Linked DNA regions of Mustela erminea: region 2 is linked to region 1. A link is a contact called in public Hi-C data. All regions are on one chromosome and are shown on one strand. Each heading gives the region's core, a stretch centred on a gene start, on an enhancer-like site or on the middle of the called end of the contact. The rest is flanking DNA. Distances are from core to core; before and after follow the strand shown.

Region 1 (2,993 bases), core at 248-2,747:
GAGAAACAGAGAAAACTGTTATTTTCCTTCTTATAAAGCTCTTACTAACCGAAAAAGAGTGATCAAAAACATTTAGGAAAGAATATCAAGACTAGATGCCACAAATACCCCACATCTGACCCATGGACCAAGATGCATTTCCAAGTCAAGGATTTCACTGAACCAGGGAAGGTATTCCAGGGGATAGGAAACTGAGGATAGACTCCGCTAACCAGACTCAGGTTAATTACTAAAGGGAAATGTTCTTGGGGTTACTCTCCATGAAGAGGAGTAACTGGCCCTTCCATAAATGTCCTTTCCTGTTTCTGACAGGGACAGAGCCAGACCGGGGTGGGTGGGAGGGAAGACCTTTACTCTGACCAGCCTTATATAGATTTGTGCTGCCCAATGTAATCACCTGGAATTCTTTAAATAATCCTGCTGCCCCCTTCCCATCCCCAGAGATTCTAATCTAACTCGTCTGAGGTGTAGCTTGAGCCTCTGGATTTTTTTTTTTTTTTTTAAAGCTCCCCCGTGTAACTCTAATGTGTGGCTAGTCTTGCAAACCACTGGAATATATTTAACAAACCTTCCTCTTAAAACCACCACCCTATCATTTAGTTTTCTGGCGCTTGGTTTTTGTTTTGGCATTTTTCTCTCCTCCCATCACACAGGCACACTCCACAGGACAGTGCGTCTCTCCCGACAGTCTGACCAGAATAGTCCCAAAGCGGAATGCATGAGCTGTCCTCCCTGAATAAGGAGTACCCTGGCGAGAAAACTGATTCCCACCCAAAACATAGCATGAACAATGGTCACTCCCTGCTGTATTGCTTGACCTGTTTTCTTGGGCCATTTCCCACTTGCTGTTTTCAGATTACCGAGTGTGCTAGGAGACAACGCTGTTTTTTCCTATTTTTTCCTATCCCTTGTTGGCATCTGACAGACCTCCAGTTGAAGGCACCGGGTCCCTGGGTGGGCGCACTCTATGTTTCCAGGGGCTACTTGGGAACCCACCGCACTCTCTGCTCAGGCACTTTCTGTTCAGCCCGGCAGCACTCGGGAGCGCTGAATTACCTCTCAACCTAATGCAGATTTCCGGGCAGCAAAGCCCTTCCCACTTGAGCCACGCCCCTCTCCTCGGTTCCCCCCAGCGTTCTGTTTACTTGGAAAGCAGATATTTACACGTCCAGATGGGAGCTCTTCGCAGGCCCCGCCCTAGCAAAGAGAAAAAGAGAGTCCAGGCGACCGGCGGGGGAGCCCCACTCCCGGCCCATTATCCGCGGTCCCCAGTCCAGGGTCTCTAGGGGAGGCGACCGCGAGAGCACCCCTCCCCGGCGCTCGCGCGGCGCGGCACCTGGTGCCGGCACACTCTCCCCCGCCAGTCTCCTCGCCCCACCCTTTGTGATTCACAGCCCCAGCCCCGCCCAGGCGCTAATTTAACCCGCCTGGCGGTACAGCTAGGCGCTGCTGCTACTTACCGCTGCTTGCTGGAGCGAGCTTCCACTTAACTCCGGTCCCGGTCCCCGCGCGCCATGTGCCTCCTCGGCGGGCTCAGCGCCCCGCCGCTGCTGCTGCTGCCGCTGCTGCTGCTGCTGTGTCCGCCTACGGCGCAGGGTGAGTGGGGGCTGGGGGGGGCCCAGCCCCGCCGGGGGAACCCTGAGGCTGGGTGGGAGGGGCGGGATCCGTCTCCGTGACAACCGAGAAGTCTGGGGACCTGGGGAGGTGAGGAATGTGGGCATGGGTAAATTGTTCCCGTAATCCTCCACCCGTACGGCTCAGAGCGCCTACTAGCACGATCCCTTGGGGACGGGGACGGGATCTCCGCTGCTAACCTGCAGTTTGGGGTCTTGCTGAGCTGGACCCCAGCTGGCGTGACTTCGGGAGTTGGGGGGACCGTTGAGGAAGCGCGGGCTGAGTTGGCGGAGCAGGCACACCTGGGGAAGCCAAAGGGCTGGGCTCGAAGAGTGAATTCTCAGTCCCCCAACATCTCTTTAGCAGTGGGAGGCCACAGCTGACCTCTGTCGCCTCTTAAACGGAGTCCACTTGTGGGCTGCTGGGGACGCGGCATGTTAGCCCGTCTTCTCTAACAGGTGAGACGTTCCCCGGGGGCGTCTGTCTGTATTGTGCGCTTAGTGACAGGATCAATTCTAAACCGCTTTTTTTTTTTAAATATTGAAAGAAAAGGGTCGATTCCTTATTTTAATACTGAATTAATTGACAAGACAGGCAGCCTAGCAAGTCTTCGGTATGTCGGTTCAGCCACTGGATGGAAATGTTACCTGTGCCTCAGAAGCCTTTGGCTGCTTCCCTCACTCGTCTTGCAAAAAGAATGTTGCTCTGAACTGAAAAGTGTCATTTCCTTCAGTTCTGCTTTTCTTTTCTTTTATTTCCCTCCCTAGGTGACTGCAGCTTTCCCCCAGAGGTACCTAATGCCATACAAAGTGTGGGTGACCGCCAGAGTTTTCCTGAAGAAAGCACAGTAACATACAAATGTAAAGAAGGCTTTGTAAAAGTTCCTGGCAAGGCAGACTCCGTGGTCTGTCTCAACAATAAATGGTCAGAGGTGGCAGAATTTTGTAACCGTAAGCTCTTCATTTTTGTATATATACATTATGGGAATGGAATGTATCTGCTGCGTAGTTTACTTTTATCCCTCTTCAGCATGAGTGGTAATTGATAGTTTTCAAGCATTATGAAATCCCAGGGTATGTATACCTGGCATTTCCCGCTGCAGCTAATTGACATTCCTCCCCAGAATAGATCCTGCTTCTTCATTAACAGGTTTGGGCTTTCTGAACTAATAGAGAAAATAACTCCTGAACTCCTGAACTAATAGAGAAAATAAACAATAGGTACAATTTAGGGAGTACATTATATATGAATATGTTTGGCAATCACCCCGTGACACATAACATAGTTTTCTGTGTTCTTAAGTTTCATTTTGTAAAGTAGGACTCATCAAGCACAACTCTGTGGTAGCCTTTTAAAAAGCTCCCTGTATTTCCCTTGAA
Region 2 (2,993 bases), core at 126-2,625, 200 kb before region 1:
CTCCAGTGGATCAGTAAAACCATACTCTAAAATGAGTATACCTGTTTATCGAAGTATACGTGAAGGTGATTGCAAAAAAACAACCGGGGAAGCAAAAAAAGAAAAGTGTCCTGAACACTTCAGCCTGCTATCTTCTTCCAGGCTATGGGGGAAAGAGCCACCAGGACACAGAAGATAGATCTCATTTTTCTTTTTCTTTTTTCTTTTTTTCTTTTTTTTTTCTTTTTTTTTTACTTTTGTGGATGCAGAATGAAAAGCAAAATGAATGGGACGTTTTCAAGATAGACTGAAGAAAGGGGGGCTCCGAGGCTTTGGGCTTCTCATATAGGTTGGGTCCTCGCTCTCTCTTCCCATCATATATAAAGTCGAGGACTTGCTAGCCACTTGCCCGGCCTCCGTCAGAGTTCTCCGTTATTTAACCTATCTTTAGCCCTGTTCTCAAACCCACCAAATGACCCACAGACCAGTTCTCTGTTCTCCCCCACGTTCCTCTTCGTCCTCCCAGGGCTTTCCCTGGCCCCGGGCTCAATTCCCTTACCTGACTGGATGGGCAAATCCCCAAGAATGGTATCCTCGTTGCTGAGGTCCAGGCATTCGGGCGGGTATCCGACGAGGATTCGCTGACAGCCGGGGGCGATCCCGGTGATGGCGGCAATTTGACTCTGGAGTTCCCGCACTCGGGTCCGGCTAGACAACCCCTGCAAAACATGGGTGCCATCCTTGGCCTTGCAGCGGAGCCGCCACATCGTGTCGGTCCAGCTGCCCAAAGGCCCCACAACCGTGGGGCCAGCTTTGGTCCCGGCAGCAGGTCGGCCAACGCCGCCGGGGCACCCTGCCGCCGGATGGACTCCAAAATGGCCACCCTTTGCCGGGCCAAACATCGCGAGAAATCGCTGGTGGCCACAGATCTCGCGATACTTTCCGGTAGCGTAAGCTTTAGGGCTTTAAGGAGCGCGAACTCTCTTAAAGTGACAACTAACTCACTGCGGCCAACCCTAGGGAGCCAAAGGATGAAGATTTATCCGTATTCCTAAAGTACCAGTGGCTTTGCTACCTGTAGAGTAAGTGCGGTGCCTTGTGCGTTGGCAGCATATATGCTCAAGGAAAGAGGGCGGAGGAAGGAGTCCTGAATCTGATACATCGGAATGTAACCTTGCGTTAGGTCGGAAGTTATTAAATTGGGGCTTCCAAATTACACGGCAAAAATAGAGTCATCGTTCAGAACGCAAACGAATCCCAGGAATGGCCAGTGAGTCAAAAGACCTGCCCAAACAACCAGACACTCGTGACCAGGCTCATGGCTGCAGCAAACATTGACTCATTGAGGTTAAGGAAACCGGACTGGCCTTGCCACCTTGACGCCGTAACTTGAAAAGGCCCATTTGCCACATCAGAAAGCGCAGTATGAGGTCAGCATCTGGGCCTAGGGCAATTGCTACATTTGGGTGGTAGCAGTATAAGGAGGAGGAGGGAAGAGGACTAACGTGTGTCATCAGGATTCCAGTTCAGGCCCTGGGTGTACTGATAGGAATACGACTCCATTCTTGACTTTAGTACTGCAAGTACTGTCATCGGGACAGAGGGTTGGGAGTAAAAGGTCCATAACCATTGAATTTCACAGCCACGTGATAATGCTAGACTATGTGACTTTTTCCAACCCTGTGTCCCTAGAACCAAGGACTCTGCCTCCCATATAAGTGCTCAATACAAACCTGCCGAATGGATAAAGGCAGTTGTTCTGGGGCAAATAAGGCAACCATAACGCAACACCTGGGAGTTGTAAAAAGCTCCAGAAGGAGACACCAGTGGAGCTGTTCTGAAGGATGAATTTAATCCCCAGCTGAAGGAGGCATAAAAACATTCCTCAATTTCCCTTTTCCAAGAAATCCACATTCCTTGTTCTTTTTCCATCCTGGATCCGAAGAAGCACGCCTGCATGGAGTGGGTTTATCAGGAGAATCAAGCATCATCAGAAGGGCCTGGGGGCCACGTGAGAAGTTCGCTGGAAATATGCAGTCTCACCTCTACTATAACAGCCTATGTCTACCTCTAAGTTATATGGAAGCTTTGCCTCTTTTGACCCCTTTTGTGATCCAATTTTTTGCTGAAGCTATGTTCCTTTTTTGGTTTTTCGAAACTACCCGAACAGATGGTATAGCATAGGAGGTAGGAGCGAGGATAACGGCGACGAGTAGAAGACCACTGGAGTATGCGGATGGGTCCGGGATGCAAGAGTAGTTGATTTTCTTAGACTACAGTGTCTGGCCGATGGGTAGGATGCAAACAGCTAAGGTGTCATCAGCTCAAGTACGGTGGTAGCTCACGTTAGCAACGCACCACCTTCTAAAGATCCCGTTCCAATTTATGGATGTAATAAGGTTCTCTGAGATTCAGGGAGGAAAGCGTTAACCTCCACAAGGTTTCCGCCACCGAAATGTCACATCCCCTCCAGATGTCCACTCTCGCGAGAGTATGAAAAAAAAGTCCTGCATTTTATTAACCCCGCCCCCAGCCCGAGGAGTTGCCTAGCAACGAGGCAACCAACCTCCACAGCTTGAGGAAACTTGGGAGCTTGCGATCTTCAGGCTTCGGTTTCTTCCACCTTCGCGAGCCAGCGTCAGCGATTCAGACTTGAGCCCCGCCCCAGGGAGCCTGCGGGCGCCGGATTGGCCGATGATTCTCTCCAGGTGAGGACCGACGCCAGGGTGGCGGAGCCTGACAGGGGCACGTGATTTGCCGGCTACTGGCGTGCCGGGCCCGGACCACAGTGTGTCAGCTCCTGTCCGCAGCCTAACGGGACGAGTGCCGGGGCCACTGTCGGGAGGGAGCTTAGGAGGGGTCGTAGGGTGAGCGGTGGCTGTACGGCGCCTGGAAGGGCCGGGGCGGGCGGGAGGAGGGGGCCTGCGTACACCCGGATGAGGTGCGGGCTGGTGATGCTTTGCAGTTTTCGGGCAAGTGCGGGCATTGCTGGGAGCGCGGACGTTCAGGCACCG

What was found. A called contact is a pair of places that touch in the nucleus more often than the background predicts.
Region 2: a Hi-C map of fibroblasts shows a contact between it and region 1, with 5 times the contacts expected there. The contact joins the promoter of PFKFB2 here to the promoter of CD55 in region 1. A contact is called at or near these places in 2 of 3 Hi-C or Micro-C datasets (fibroblasts and spleen).

Annotation. Positions count from the first base shown.
Region 1 is chr17:37,494,406-37,497,398 of mMusErm1.Pri, reverse strand. CD55 (complement decay-accelerating factor) reads left to right here and starts at 1,497. Exons shown (of 11, transcript XM_032319247.1): 1 at 1,497-1,596; 2 at 2,382-2,564. The coding sequence starts at 1,515. It overlaps LOC116576753 (a long non-coding RNA gene), which reads right to left and starts at 2,124. Exons shown (of 3, transcript XR_004280272.1): 1 at 1,815-2,124; 2 at 1,057-1,696.
Region 2 is chr17:37,697,969-37,700,961 of mMusErm1.Pri, reverse strand. PFKFB2 (6-phosphofructo-2-kinase/fructose-2,6-bisphosphatase 2) reads left to right here and starts at 1,375. Exons shown (of 16, transcript XM_032316985.1): 1 at 1,375-2,687. It overlaps C17H1orf116 (specifically androgen-regulated gene protein), which reads right to left and starts at 1,195. Exons shown (of 5, transcript XM_032316982.1): 1 at 1,055-1,195; 2 at 539-698. The coding sequence starts at 1,092.